Linked DNA regions of Mus musculus: region 2 is linked to region 1. Evidence: chromatin contacts called from public promoter capture Hi-C data. All regions are on one chromosome and are shown on one strand. The core of a region is the stretch at or near the end of the contact, and the rest is flanking DNA. Distances in the headings are between cores, read along the strand shown.

Evidence for each region. Promoter capture Hi-C pulls out the DNA fragments that hold promoters and counts their contacts.
Region 2: a promoter capture Hi-C map of pre-B cells shows a contact between it and region 1, with 2.9 times the contacts expected there. The contact joins the promoter of Rc3h1 here to the promoter of Pigc in region 1. A contact is called at or near these places in 1 of 39 promoter capture datasets (pre-B cells) and 1 of 484 Hi-C or Micro-C datasets (CD4 T cells).

The regions. Positions count from the first base shown.
Region 1 is chr1:161,965,884-161,973,051 of GRCm38.p6, forward strand. It overlaps Pigc (phosphatidylinositol glycan anchor biosynthesis, class C), which reads left to right and starts at 3,305. Exons shown (of 2, transcript NM_001039045.1): 1 at 3,305-3,396; 2 at 4,357-7,168. The coding sequence starts at 4,568. The coding sequence ends at 5,461. It overlaps 4930558K02Rik (RIKEN cDNA 4930558K02 gene), which reads right to left. Exons shown (of 7, transcript NM_001204904.1): 2 at 2,028-2,113.
Region 2 is chr1:160,902,243-160,909,410 of GRCm38.p6, forward strand. Rc3h1 (RING CCCH (C3H) domains 1) reads left to right here and starts at 4,169. Exons shown (of 20, transcript NM_001024952.2): 1 at 4,169-4,457.

The sequences.
Region 1 (7,168 bases), core at 2,055-4,554:
GGGGTGTCTCACTTCCATCCCCACAGCTGTGTTCCAGAGCTTGTTTGAAGCTGGCATAGTCTGAGACACATTCCTCTAAACATCCCTTTACCTTTTTCTAGACCATTCTATTAGATCTGCTTGCCCACGGGTGCGTAGGTAATACTTTGAGTTCACTGAACTATCCCTAAGAACTAATCCCCTAAGAGTTGAGGGAAGTTACTGCCAAACAAAGAGTGTGGGACTTGGAACTCTGGACAAATACATTTTGTCCTTAAAAAAATAGCTATGTATCAATTCTCCTCTTTCCTTTTCCAATAAGCTGTATTTTTATCCTGCCCTCTGAGAGGTGAGGGCACTCCATAGGTACTGTTTACTCACCTCACACGTTTTATGAGGTAAGTAGGCTCATTTCTCCAACCAGACACCAAGATTGCTCCCTCAGTCTTAGCGTTTGATTGGAAAGAATTTCACTTACTACCTTAAGTAACTTCTTATCACTCACCTACATTTGGCCGGTGGTGGTGGTGGTGGTGTGTTTCTGTGTCCCTTTCCAGATGCTGTAGATAGCCCCGTCTCCCTGACAACCCTGACCTTGACTCTGAAACAGGTACCATGCCTGCCCAGTTGAGTACTAAGCCTGCCTCTCTCAAGCTCTGCTCTGCTCTCCACTTCCTGCCTTTCACCAGAGGCTCAGACAGAGGACAGGGGAGTTGGAGGCAAGATGAACATGCACTGGGATGCCCCTGGTTCAGAGTGCATCTAATGGGCAGGGAGTACTAAGGGATGGTGGCGGTTAGCTTATTAATGTCAGGCATTAGCAATTGAAAGTTTCTATATTTCTAATTAGAAAACTGAGCGTATTTGGCCCTGGACTCAGATATCTGAGGCAACATTGACTGAGGAAGAGGGAGTGTCACCTTTGGCCAGTTCTTCCATTCACTGCTACTTCCATCTGACCAACCTAATCAGTGTGGCTTCCAGCTGACTGCATGTGAGCTTATGACATAGTCGAATTGAAAACGGATGCTAAGTTATCATTTACTCACGATGACTCTTGAGGTGTTATCAACTCTTAGTGGGTATATTACTTTGATACTTCCTAAACAAACCTTTGAGTTTATTGAACCTCTCATTGCTCATGCCAGATAAACACACACACACACACACACACACACACAACATGCACTCAAATGTTTGCTCTGAAAATACACAAAATCATCTATCAGCCTTTTGAGAACTGTTTTAAAGAGTAGACAAAGCAGACATGTGTTATGGAGGCATGGATGCCCCTCATGTGGTCATTTGCTCACAGACCTAAAGATGTATGACGATTATCAACAGGAAAAGAAACTCTTTGAGCCTGTGCTCTCTCTAGCAACCATTTCCAGTCTAAGACAAGCCTATGGAACTGCCTCTGCACCGTCCTTGCTCATCCCCGATTCCTTATTTCCCGCCATCATCTCACAACCTACATTTCTCTCAGAGATTTATCACCACACCCAGGGACAACTTAACTGTAAGGGGCGGGGAGGTGTTGAATGAAGAACTTAATTATTTTAAGTAGAAGCTGAAATGCCCCATACATATAAATCCTCAGTTTTCAAAATCAGAAATGTGTTATCTATTGGCTTTGTGAGGGCATGAGCGACCCATGAAACTGGAGGAGGCCCCACGTGAAATACAGCTATTGCTACTCTATAAAGATGGCGTGTTATAGTTCTAGGTTATTGATAATTAGAATTCGAAGACTAGAAATTGAAGCGGGGTGGGGGGAAACTATGGAAGTGTTTTGAGTTACAGTGTCTGTGGTTGAATAGTACACGCAGAAATGAAGGTTATGGCGGCTCTCATTTCTTCTAGCCAGGCCTTTACATAGCATAACCTTTGTCTGAGAAACCCAGGGCGTTTCTTTCTTTTTTCTTTTTCTTTTTCTTTTTTTTGCATTCGACTTGGTTTCTCAACAGGGCACATGCACCTCTCCACCTTAAGAGTACAACCACTGAGCTCTGCCTCGAAGGCTCTGTCCTCAGAAGCTGGGAAGTTACCTTCTGGGGATGCTCAGGATCAATGGTTTGTTTACCAGGCTGGCCTCACTCAGCCAAGGAATCTTGTCAAACTTTGGAACAAAAGCCTACAGAGAGAGAAATGGAAAGAGATCAGGTTGCAGAGTTTATCACACTTCCGAAGACTAAATCTTAAAGGGAGTCACAGGGCCAGAGAGATGCCTTGGTGGCTAACAGCACTCCTTCCTCTTGGAGAAAAGCCAGGTTTAGTTGACAGCACCCACAAGCCAGCTCATGACTGCCTGTAACTATAGCGGCAGGGGACCTAGCACCTTCTTCTGACCTCCACAGACACCTGGAGTCAGGAGCACATATGTAGACATAATTAAAAACAAAATATTAAAAAAAAGTTAAAATACTTGACCAGTGCTGGTATTACAATAAGCAAAGTAAGCTAACAGCAACCACACAGCAATCAATACATTGCAAACTATTTTAACACGAGAGTCCTCCAACCATTCCATAAGGTGGCCAAGAACAAATAAGCGCCTTCTTTCTTTTACAGACAAAGAATTCAAAGCCCAGATAGTGTGAATATGAATAAATGGGTTCATGCTTTCTGCCTCTGTGTCCACACTATTTAACAGTCTCTATATTTTAAATTCTTCGAGCTTCCATCTATTTATAAATCCTGTGACACTTCCAAGACCCCAGTTGAAAATCAGCAATCTCTCGTCCCAAAGGCTCTCCACCCTCATCTCTTTTAGGTGGCAAAGTCTAGGAAAGGATCCAGCTTTGGAGCCATCCACATTTGGATATTTCTGATCTACTTGCAATTACTAACCAGCTGCCTGACTTTGGTCAAAAACAAACTAATGATCGCATCGTCTCTGTGCAAGTCAACGCACAGGATGCTATGTGAGATCTGGGATCTCCCCGACTCCCCCCCCCTTTTTTTTTTTTTTTTTTTTTTTTTTTTTTTTTTTTGGTGAATACCAGAAGCCTGGTTTGGCACCTATAGGAGGAGGGTTTGGATGCATGGAAAGTCCCTTGGCTGAGAGCCTGTCAACACATGTCATGGTAACCTTGCAGTTACCAGTCTTCCACCAGCCCCGCGACTCTTCCTGCCTTCTCCTGCCTTCCACACCCTGTGAAGTAATTCCCACTGAGGGATTTGCTTCCCAGGCTTAGCATTCCACTAGGAGCAGATTGCCAGGAGAGGAGCAATCAGTAGAGGGCAGCAGTGACCTCGCGGTGTGGAGTCTCGGGGCGGGACGCTTTGGCCGCCGAGTGCTGCGGATCCGGAAGTGCTCCTCCACAGTAGTCCCCTTCCAAGCCGGCGTCCCGGATGTAGAAGTAGCTAGGCGGCCGCTCTTCTCGGTCGTGCACCCCCCTAAAGAGCTTGGTGCAGGTGGGTTCCGGCGTCCTTCGCTGTGAGCGCTTCCGGCTGATCCAAGGCTGGGGCGGGGGTCGGCAGCGGCGGGCGGGGCAGGCCGGTTGGGTGAGTGGTAGCCCAAGACCCTTCGCCGCCCGGTGACGGGGACCTTTCAAATCCCGAGGTCCCAGTGCGTGAGGGCCGACTCCAGGGTGTACGGCTTTTAAAGCAAAGGTCTATCCTAGCCTCCACGAAAAATACAGACGGTCCGGCAGGAAGTTCTTTCTCGAATTTGCTGAATGACCTCTGTGTTTACGACTGGGATGATTGTTTTCTTGATCCTGCGCTAGAGTTTTGCTGTTTCAGTTAATTAGGATGATATAGCACTTTAAAGGATAGTAAGTTCAGCTAATGAACAAAAAAGATTTGAGTTCTTGGTTTGGGCTAAAACTATAGAGAGATCATGCCCTTTTGTACGGTGCAGGTTATTGTCATTCGACCGATAACTTATTCAGATACCTTTGGGGACCTAGTAACGGCTATGGATGGATTCTGTCCCTATAAATTTGCGTAAGTTGCAAATATAATCATGCAAAAATAGTATAAACCTTAGAGTGTATGAATGCCCAAGTTAAGACTGGCTTAGAGAAGGACGACCAGAAGCAGAGACTTTGACACTAGACTTTTGTAGGAGGTCTGGCTCCACGCTGTTAGCCTGGGACCTAAATACTCTACTGTTTTGAAACTCAGATGTCTTATTAGGTAAACTCATAACTGGTATTAACTTGTAAGGCTGTGACAGTTAAAGAAGGTGCATAAGACATTTAACATTCTGAGTTAGATGCAGATATCAATTATTAAGACTACACTTTAAAATGTGAAGGCTTAATGCCGCATTATGTCACCAGACACAATTTATCTAGGCTTTCAGTAAGCCAAGTTGTTTTTTATTGTATCTGATGCCAGCTTCCATATATTTACAGTTCTCTCTTCTAGGAATTTAGCTGTGTTGTCCTGACCCTCAGGACAAACTCATCTAATGCAGGCTCAGCTTGTACTGAAGGCTTTGTAAACAAGGAAAGTTCTGTAGGGTATCAGCATGGCATTTCCAGAGAGTTCTTAATCTACAGATTTATCAAGAACCAGAACCCCATGGACGTCCCTGAGGGAGATTGAGCCAACCTGGATTTGAGGAAAGAATGAGATAATGTGTGCTCAACGTGTAACAGACACCCCAGAAGTCAAGTGGCAGAAGGTTTTATATGAGCGGCAGCCGTTCCCTGATAACTATGTTGACCAGAGGTTCCTGGAAGAACTCCGGAAAAACATCTATGCCCGGAAGTACCAGTACTGGGCTGTGGTATTTGAGTCCAGTGTGGTGATACAGCAGCTGTGCAGTGTCTGTGTTTTTGTAGTGATCTGGTGGTACATGGATGAGGGTCTTCTGGCTCCCCAGTGGCTTTTTGGGACCGGACTGGCATCTTCCTTGGTTGGGTATGTTTTATTCGATCTTATCGATGGAGGTGATGGACGGAAGAAGAGTGGGCGGACCCGGTGGGCCGACCTGAAGAGTACTCTGGTCTTTATCACTTTCACTTACGGTTTTTCACCTGTGCTAAAGACCCTGACGGAGTCTGTCAGTACAGACACTATCTACGCCATGGCAGTCTTTATGCTGTTAGGCCATCTCATCTTCTTTGATTACGGTGCCAATGCTGCTATTGTATCCAGCACCCTGTCCTTGAACATGGCCATCTTTGCTTCTGTTTGCCTGGCCTCACGCCTCCCCCGGTCACTCCACGCCTTCATTATGGTGACGTTTGCTATCCAGATCTTTGCACTGTGGCCCATGTTACAGAAGAAACTGAAGGCGTACACCCCGCGAAGCTATGTAGGGGTCACTTTGCTTTTTGCCTTTTCTGCCTTTGGAGGTCTTCTGTCCATTAGTGCTGTGGGAGCCATACTCTTTGCTCTCCTGCTGTTTTCCATCTCCTGTCTCTGCCCTTACTACCTCATTCATCTGCAGCTTTTTAAGGAAAATATTCACGGGCCTTGGGATGAAGCTGAAATCAAGGAAGACTTGTCTAGGTTCCTTAGCTAATCTAGGGACCTTCATTTCATTATTAAGACCAGCGGAAAGACTTCGAGCCTAACCGGTGCAACATTTAAAGGCAGGGGTCCACTCTTGAAGCAGCCGACTGATCTAGATGGTAGAGCTGAGATCAGAAGAAAGCATTTAACCAAGGGCTTAGGGGAGGGTGCTTGTCCTTCAGTTATTTTGTGACTGAAAAAGCTTTCTGGTGCTGTTATGAATTATTGTCCTTTATTCCCTGTAACAAATGATGTAATGTGGGTTCTGCTTATTAAAAAAGTAATATCCATTGCATTGTCTAGTATTTTAAAAAAAACAAAACAAGGAAACCCTTATTTATGTGTGTATAAGAGAGGGGGTTTGTCTATTTCCAGTATGTATGTCCCACGCATCAAATTCAGGCCCTGGCAACAGGCCTTTACCAGCTGAGCCATCACACTGGCCCTGTCTCATTTTTATGAGAGCATAAGACAAAAGTAGTATGAAGGTGTGTGTGTGTGTGTAAAAGTGTAATCAGTTGTTTAGCCTTTTCTGTGTATACTAAGGGACACCTTTATATATCTAGAGCCCAAATTTGAGAATCCCTGATGGTGGCATCCAGTTTGTTGTCCAATACCACAGAAGTGGTCACTCAAGGAGAGCTACATGCCATAGAAACAAAACGTTAGCGATATGAAAGAGGCTGGAGGGTGAGTTCATCTCAGGCAGTTAGGAAACCAGAGGTGACATTTAATTTACTCGTGGAGGATAGCAGGTGAAAGCCTTTGAGAAACAGATAGGTAATACTAGTGAGAATGGAAAACTATGGACCAAGCAAGTGTGCCCAGTGAGGGCAGCTGTTACCGCTCCAAAAGTGTTGTTTCTACTCAGTTTGGGAGTCATACCTGTGGCTCAGAGAAAGTAAATATTGCAGTAACTGTGATTCTGATTCGTAATATGAATATACTTTGTGAACTGTCTCAAATTTAATTCAGATTACAAAAACATTTGCAGGCAAGATGTGACTACATATGATAGTCAAAGCACAATGATGGGAACGTGATGGGATTTAGTCACAGAGATCTGGGGGAGGAACGAAAGAGTGGGAGCTTGAGTCACTGAGTTCGGCTCTGTTGATCAAGTAATTGGACCCTGCTGCTGGTGATGAGCAATCCATCTTGTCTAAAGATGGGACAAATTGTGAAGTCTGGAATTACCTAACCGTTCAGTTCTCAGCTTTCACCTTTAATATTGAAGAATTGTTGCAATAGATAAGCTGTGTGAAGCGTCTTGAAGAGAGCCCAACCCGAAGCTCGATGTTAGTGCTGAGCACCTCAAATGCAAAATTCTGAAATCTGAAATGCTCCAGGATCTGCTCTGAAAGGTTTTGAGCACCAATGCTATGCCCTGTGAAAATTCTACATTCTATTCCATGAAATCTGTGCAAAACTATTTAAGAAGTATAAAACTGTCTTAATATGGTATATAAGTTGTATATGAAGTAATTAAGTCTTATGTTTAGATGGGTCCTGTTCTCAAGCTATCTCTATGTAAAAATTTCAAAATCTGAGGGAAAAAATTAAAAATGTTTTTGGTATTGGATAAGGGACATTGGAGGTGTCATAACAGTTGGAATGTAGGTTAAATTTGAAGAGGGCAAAGGCACAAAATGAATGAGGTACTTTCTCCAGTGGCTGCTTCCATCTGTGCAAGTGGTACTTGCCCTCTGCTTGTTGT
Region 2 (7,168 bases), core at 2,919-5,418, 1.1 Mb before region 1:
AATTACAGAGGACAATAGAGACTGGGGGACTTCCTGAGGGTTTCCTCTAGGCTTCGAACCAAGGGCTTCACCACAAAGTGATTCGTTTAGTAGTAGTATATTGATGGTAGAGAAGGGGGCAGAATCTAAATTTCTGGGCATTCCACAGTAAAGTTTCATAAAATAGTAAATAAAACTAAATAGCTTAGATTTCTAAGCACAAAGTGACTATAAAACATTTAGATTGTCTTAACTTTTGACACAGTCTATGTAGCCTAGACCCTGTCACATGACCAGGCTAACCTCCAACTCTCCGTTCTGCCTGCCTCCTGAATGCTGTGATTAAAAGCATGTACCACCATACCTGGCTTAGTAATATGTTTTATTTTTTTTATTTATTTATTTATTTTGAGTCAGTGTTTCTCTGTGTATCCCTGCTTATCCCAGAACTGGCTCTGTAGACCAGGCTGACCTTTCAAACTCACAGAGATCCACCTGTCTCTGGCTCCTGACTGCTGAGATTAAAAATGTATACCACTATGGCCCAGCAGGAACAGATTTTTTTTAAAAAAGATGAATTAAGTTTTGATACAGTCTCGCTCTATAGCCCAGGCTTTAAGTGTTACAGCTCTAAGGGGAAGGCCTCCCCAGTGGCAGTACTACAGTTCTGAGGGAAGTTTTCCCTCACAGAGGTGTTGCAGTTCTGAGAGGGAGCGTTTCCCCAATGGAAGTGTTACAGTTCTGCTCTGAGGGGAAAGGTTTCCCCAATACAAGTGTTACAGTCTGAAGGAAAGGTATTCTGGCAGCAGGGAACCAAAGAATACCACACAGTCACACCATACAACAAACCTCACACAAGAGATTTCTTGGGGAAAAAGGCATGTGGGTGGCTGACGCGGCTCTGGCAAGAGGCAGCTGGTAACTGAGCAGGAGACGGGCTTTCTATAGGGGATAGGCTTTCCAGGGATTTCCAGACTGGTGATTGGTGAGATTTCAAGGAGAGCCCAGGGATTGGTGGGATTTTGTGCTTAGGAACTGGTGGAATTTGATAGGTTTTTAAAAGTGGGCTAGGACCTTTCACCCTACGTAGGTGGACTTGAAATTTTAGTCATCTTGCCTCAGCTTCCAAAGTACTGGGACCAAAGACCTATGCCAACATACCTAGCTGTCTTCATCAATACACTTTTTAAATTTAATTTTAAAAGTTTTGATTGACTGACTGATTTGATCCATTCATTTATGAGTCAAGGTCTCACTGGGTAGCCTTGGCTGGCCTGGAGTTCACTAATAGACCAAGATGGCTAACTCACAGAGATACCCTTGCCTCTGCCTCTTGAGTGCTGGACTGACGGTGTGCACCGCCATGGGGTGCTTTAATCTCCAAAGTTTTGAAATTTAAATTATATGCCCATATAAACCCAGCATACCATCTAATTTAATTTTCTAATTCTTAATGTGAAGACCCTAGTAATGTTAAAACTTAGAAAAATTAGGGGGAGAGAGATTGATTTACTAACTAAAATTTACAAAGAGTTATTAATTTCGGGATAAAATTCACACGAAATTCTTTCCCCTTGATAGATTACCACATCTCTTTTAAATAGACTTGGTCTCGGGGGACATATTGTCTTCTGTATCTCACATCTAGTCTAATTGCAGAATTCAAAACCTAAATGACTCCTCCCAGGTTCATTTCATTAGAAACACTTGTTTCTACAGAGCTGTTCTTCCTTTTCCAACAAGTATTTGCTCAGTTATGTAGTTCAAATAAACTTGGAGGAACCTCTGTATTTAGCTTATTGTTAGTTGGAATAGCTAGCAGAGGTATAGCACTATTCCTATTTTAAGGAACTCTCATTAGGTTGTTTGTAATGGAAGCCGGGCTACTTCCTTTCACCTAAACAGAGAGGTTGGCATGTGTGCCTAGCAACAGCAGCTAAAACTTTGTTGTGGAAGGTTCCCTAGGAGTGAGGCGGGAGGAATGGCAGGAGGAACAGACTATCTGTTTGTCCTAGTAGGGGACTGACCCCTGGTTGTTTGAGGAGGGAAAGGCTTTCCAAGAGATAACGTTTAGATTAGTAACACGCTGGCCTAAACTTTAGGGCTGCTGGAAATCAGGTCCTGGCTTACTGCAAGAACCAGGCTCTTATCTGACTAGGGTATGTTCCCAACTGTTCAGCAGATGACTAAACTGAAGGAGAATAGTACAGAACCTTCTATGTGTTTACTTTTACATAAGAATAATTAGGTTTTATTTAACAAATTAGGCATAGTTAACAACTAGTGATAAATAGAACAATTATAACAACATATTATAAAAATTCATTGAAAACTCATGAATTATTTCTGGAATTTTTCACTGAATATTTTTGGTTTACAGTTGTCCAGAGCTAACTCAAATCATAGAAATTTCAGATAAGTGGGGACAGCTGTATTTAGTAGTTTAAGAGATTACAGATTTAGCTCACTCCAAAGCAGCAAACACAATCAATAAAGGCATGAATAAGTCTAAAAATAAGCTGAAATCTCACCACCATGAAGTTATAATCACTACAAAAAAACCTCTTCCAAGTTCAGGAAAATGTGTGATATTTCAGCTGTGTGAGCTGGATATGCTGTCTTACACCTATAAGCCTAAAGTTAAGAGGCAGAAGGATTTGCAGGGCAGGCAGTGGTGACACAGGCCTTTAATCCCAGCACTTGGAAGGCTGAGGCAGGCAGATAAATCTGAGTTCAAGACCAGCCTGGCCTACAGAGTGAATTCCAGGACAGCCAGAGCTACACAGAGAAACCAAGAAAATAAAAAAATTAAAAATGAGGTGAGAGACGAGCCCGTGAACGTGCTCCAGGCCACCCTGGTCTCAAAGCAAGAGCCTGTCTCAAGAACCAAAGCCTGGCCAGGTATGGCTAGGTGGCCATACCTATAATCTGAGCTCTCAGGGAGCAGAGGTTCAGAACTTCCAGGTCAGTCCAGGCTCCAGGATTTTCTGTTCCGGGAATAAAACAAACCCAGCCAAACCAAAACAACAACAAACAAACAATCAAACACCCACGGGGAAAAAAAAGAAACCAAAACAAAGCCCAAACAAGCCCAACAGCCACCCAGTAATTGTTTCTTGTGAGATGTGGAAGTAATTTGTTTGTTTGTTTTAAATCGATGTTGGTGAGTTTACAGTGAAGAAAGGACAGTCTGGGCATGGGGCCCATGCCTTTAATTCCTTCACTTGGAAGACAGAGACAGATGGAACTCTTGTGAGTTCAAAGCCAGCCTGGTCTACAGAAGAATTTCTAGGATAGCCAAGGGTATATAATAGAGAGACCCTGTCTCAAAAACAGAACAAAAAAAAAAAAAAAAAAAAAAAAAGAAAGGACAGAACAACAAATTCTCTGCTTTCACAGACAAAGCAGGAAGCAGAAGGAGAGCGGGGAGCATTTTATGGTGTTGACTTGAGGACAGTTTTAATGTGAAAATTAGAATATAAATTTAATACTATATAGTATTAGAATTCCGTTTCTTTCGGTTCTCCAGAATTTGGCTAAACCGAATTATGTCGAAGATGTGTGCACACACACCCCACAACACAGGGTACTGGAAAGGGGTGGGATGCAAAACAGATACAAGAGGAAGAGTCCAGAGCTTAAGAGAAACGCCATCATACACACACACACAGACACAGACACACACACACAGACACACACACAGACACACACACACAGACACACACACACACACACACACACACACACACACACACACACACACACACACAAGCGCGAGTGAGGCTGGGGAGAGGTAGCATATAAGAAAAAAGATGCTAGAGTCGAGGAAGAGTCCAGACCTCAGAAAGTGACAAGCTCAGAGGCAGCGCGAGACTCCATAGGAGTGAGCTTACGGGAACCGCCTGGCCTCTTGCCTGCCAGCACCAAAGGCACTGTGGCCACAGGCCAGGCGGGTGGCCCGGGAGGAGGTGGGACAAGTTTCTCCACTCGGGGCGCGACAGCGCTCGAGACACGGGCGGGGCGCGTCGCCCGCTCCCGACAGGGCGTTGGGGCCGGTGACTCAGAGCTTTCCTCCCGGCCCCGCCCTCAGACGACCACGCCCCACCTCGTTAGCCACGCCCCGCCCCGTTGGCCACGCCCCATGAGGAGGAGCCTCGCCTTCATCTCCGCCCCAGTCTCGGGGCGGGCCGGAGTCTGAGGAAGAGGAAGGGGACGAGGACAACGAGCGACGGGCGGCGGAGGACGCGGAGGAGGAAGGGGAGGCCGACCAACAAGATGGCCCCTGCTGCAGGAGCAGCCTCAGCAGCAGCAGGTGGGGGGCTGGAGGCGGCGCTGGCGGTGGCGGCTACGGCCGTGGTCCGGCGGCCTGGGACAGAGTCAGAGTCGATGGTGGCAGCGGCGGCGGCGGCGGCTGCCGCGACGGTGGCGACGGCCGCAGGGACTCGGAGCTGAGAGGAGCTGCTGCTCGGACCAGAGCGGTGAGCAAGTGGCGGTCGGCAGTGTGGGGAGCGGGGCGGCCGCGGCCGAGAACAATAGGCAGCGACTGCGGGGATGGGGCTGTCCTCACCCGCCCTGCGCTCGGGACCGGCCCCAGGGCTTGTCAGTGGCCGGCGTCCTTTAGGCCTCAGGCCTCCGCGTGCCTCCCGGAGGGCCTGCCGGGGTAGGTAGGCCGAGGGGCGGTGCGGACGCCGCCCTGGACGCCGGGAAGGCTGGGGAGGCTGGGGCGGGAGCGGGGGGTTGGGGGGGTCCGAGGCTGACTGGTTCCGAGGTCCCTCGGAGGACAGCGGGCGGGCGGTGAGTTTGCTCGCAGGAAATGTTGTTTGGACCCCTGTCTGTGCGGTGGGGGAGGGAGTAGGCGCCTGTAAACAGCCGCCGCTCCTGCCTAGCTGCCAGGCGTGGCTGCTCCCTCCCCAGCCCCCTTCCTCCCTTGGCCAAGTGGGTTTTAGGGTGTCGGTTTCCCAGGAGTTCCTGGAGATAAACCCTATTGGCCAAGACGAAACCATGTGCAGGTGCCTTTTTCAAAAAGACTATAAGTGTACAACAACAAAAACACACAAAATGTGGTTGTTGGTAAAGGATGGAGTAGTAAGGGGTGGACCTTTCCTAACAAGGTTCTAAACATCAGGTCTCTGTAAACACCACGGTACTCACATCCCAGGTCCGAGGGAGCTAGCCGAAACAAGGGCTCTTTTTGAAGCAGCAATAATGTAACTCTTGACATCCCAGAATAGTCCGTGAAACTGGAAACAAAGCCACTTATTGGCAGCACGGAGACAGATTGTTAAGGTTTGAGCGGAACTTTTCTAACTAGCCATTTTGAATTGTGTACAGCAGAGGCGATATCATTAACCTCTTTGGTATCTGCTGGAAGCACTTAGGACAGAGAAGTGGTTCATCTGTCTCCCTTAGGAGTTCATGTGTCTGTCTCATATTCTAATCATTTTTTTTCCAGTTTGTCCCAAAATTTGGAGAAGATTCTTTTTTCTCTGTTTGAAATTTCATATTTAAAGCCTACTTTCTAAGATTTCCAATACTTTTAGCCTGCCGTTATGCTTGCCTGTGAATCCTAGCACTCAGGAGGCTGAGGCAGAGTATCCTGATTTGACAAGACTTGTATCAAAAAACTAATTCAGCCAACAAAATGCCAGACAATAGAAACTTTTACTGATAGTTTTCAAAAAACAAAAACCAGTTGTGGTTCTGTTTTAAGTGGCTAGGCTTAGGATGAGACACCTCATTTTATGTTAGTATGCTATACTGCAATAATATCTTTATACTTAAAAGTTAGCTATTTCTCCTAAATGTAATTTTTCTAGGCATTTACCACATACATTTTCAAATGGAGGGGGAAGAGGTAAATTTTATTCCATTTTCTACGTGGGTATGCAGAAAAATTATTAAAAAGCTTGAAAGCATTCAAGAAGACTGCTTAATATTCACTTTCAGGATCTATCTAGGGGTCTTTGTGTTTCTTCCTTTCCTTTTATTGTTTTGGAGACGTGGTCTTGATGTAGCCCAGGTTGGGCAGGAATTAACAGTCTTCCTGTCTTAGCATCCTGAATGTTGGGCTGAGTTAATATTAAAAGGAAGGTTGACTTGTACAAAGAAGATATTGCTTGATAGCTTTTGCCAATTTCTAGGGTAATTTCCTAATGAAAATCTATCTCTGACTGTTAAAAGTATTGTTCAGTAATATGAAATTTAATTAGCAGTACTAGTTTCTAATTCTATTGAGGAGTTGATAGTGAATAATTATATAAAACATAAAGTGAGTATAGTAGTATCATAGATTAATATCTGCAAACTTATTTTATGCCTAGTATAATATTGTATCCCTAGTATAATATTGTCATGGATGCTTTGATCTTTTGAATCATGGAGAGACAATTTTTATATTATATATCTCCTGCTAATTTGACTTTGGGGAGGGGAGATGGCCAAGAATTTCAGAACACTTTGTTTTTTGTTTTTGAAGAACTCAGATTGGTAAGTTTTCTTTTCCTAGTGAATTTTATTAGATACAAAGAATCATGTGTATTGTAATGATACTGAAATTCATTGTGTGGCCTAAACATATTAGAAAAAGTACAAACTAATTTATGAGTTTGTAAATTTTAAGTTATAAAAAAAACCTTCATTACTTCATCAATGACTTGTTAATCTAATTTTTCAAAAAACAAAAGCCTTCAACTAAGAAACGAGGGAGAAATGGCTCATGTCAGTGGGTAAGAGTGCTTGCTAAGTAGATATAAAGACTTAAGCTCGAATTCCCAGCACTCCTGTAAAAAAAAAAAAAAAAGGCAAAACAAAACAGGGGGTGTGTCTGTGCCAGGGCTACATAGAGAAACCCTGTCTCGAAAAACCAAAAAAAATAAAGTAAAAATTACAGGGTTAAGGAGTATATATATGGCTATGGTAAAGTGCTTGCCTAGCATTCGTGAGGGCCTGGGTTCTATCCCTAGCACATAAACCATTATCATCATCAACAAAAAAACCAAAGCTGTGGCTAGTGACTCTTAGTACTGTAGAAGTAAAAGCAGGAGGATCACTGCAAGTTTGATGCTAATTTGGGATACAGAGTAAATTCCAGATGAGTCTAGACTAGAATGAGGCCCTGCCTCAAGGAAACAAACAAACAAAATATGTATGTATGCATGTGTGTCTGTGTATAGTGTCTGAGAGCATATTC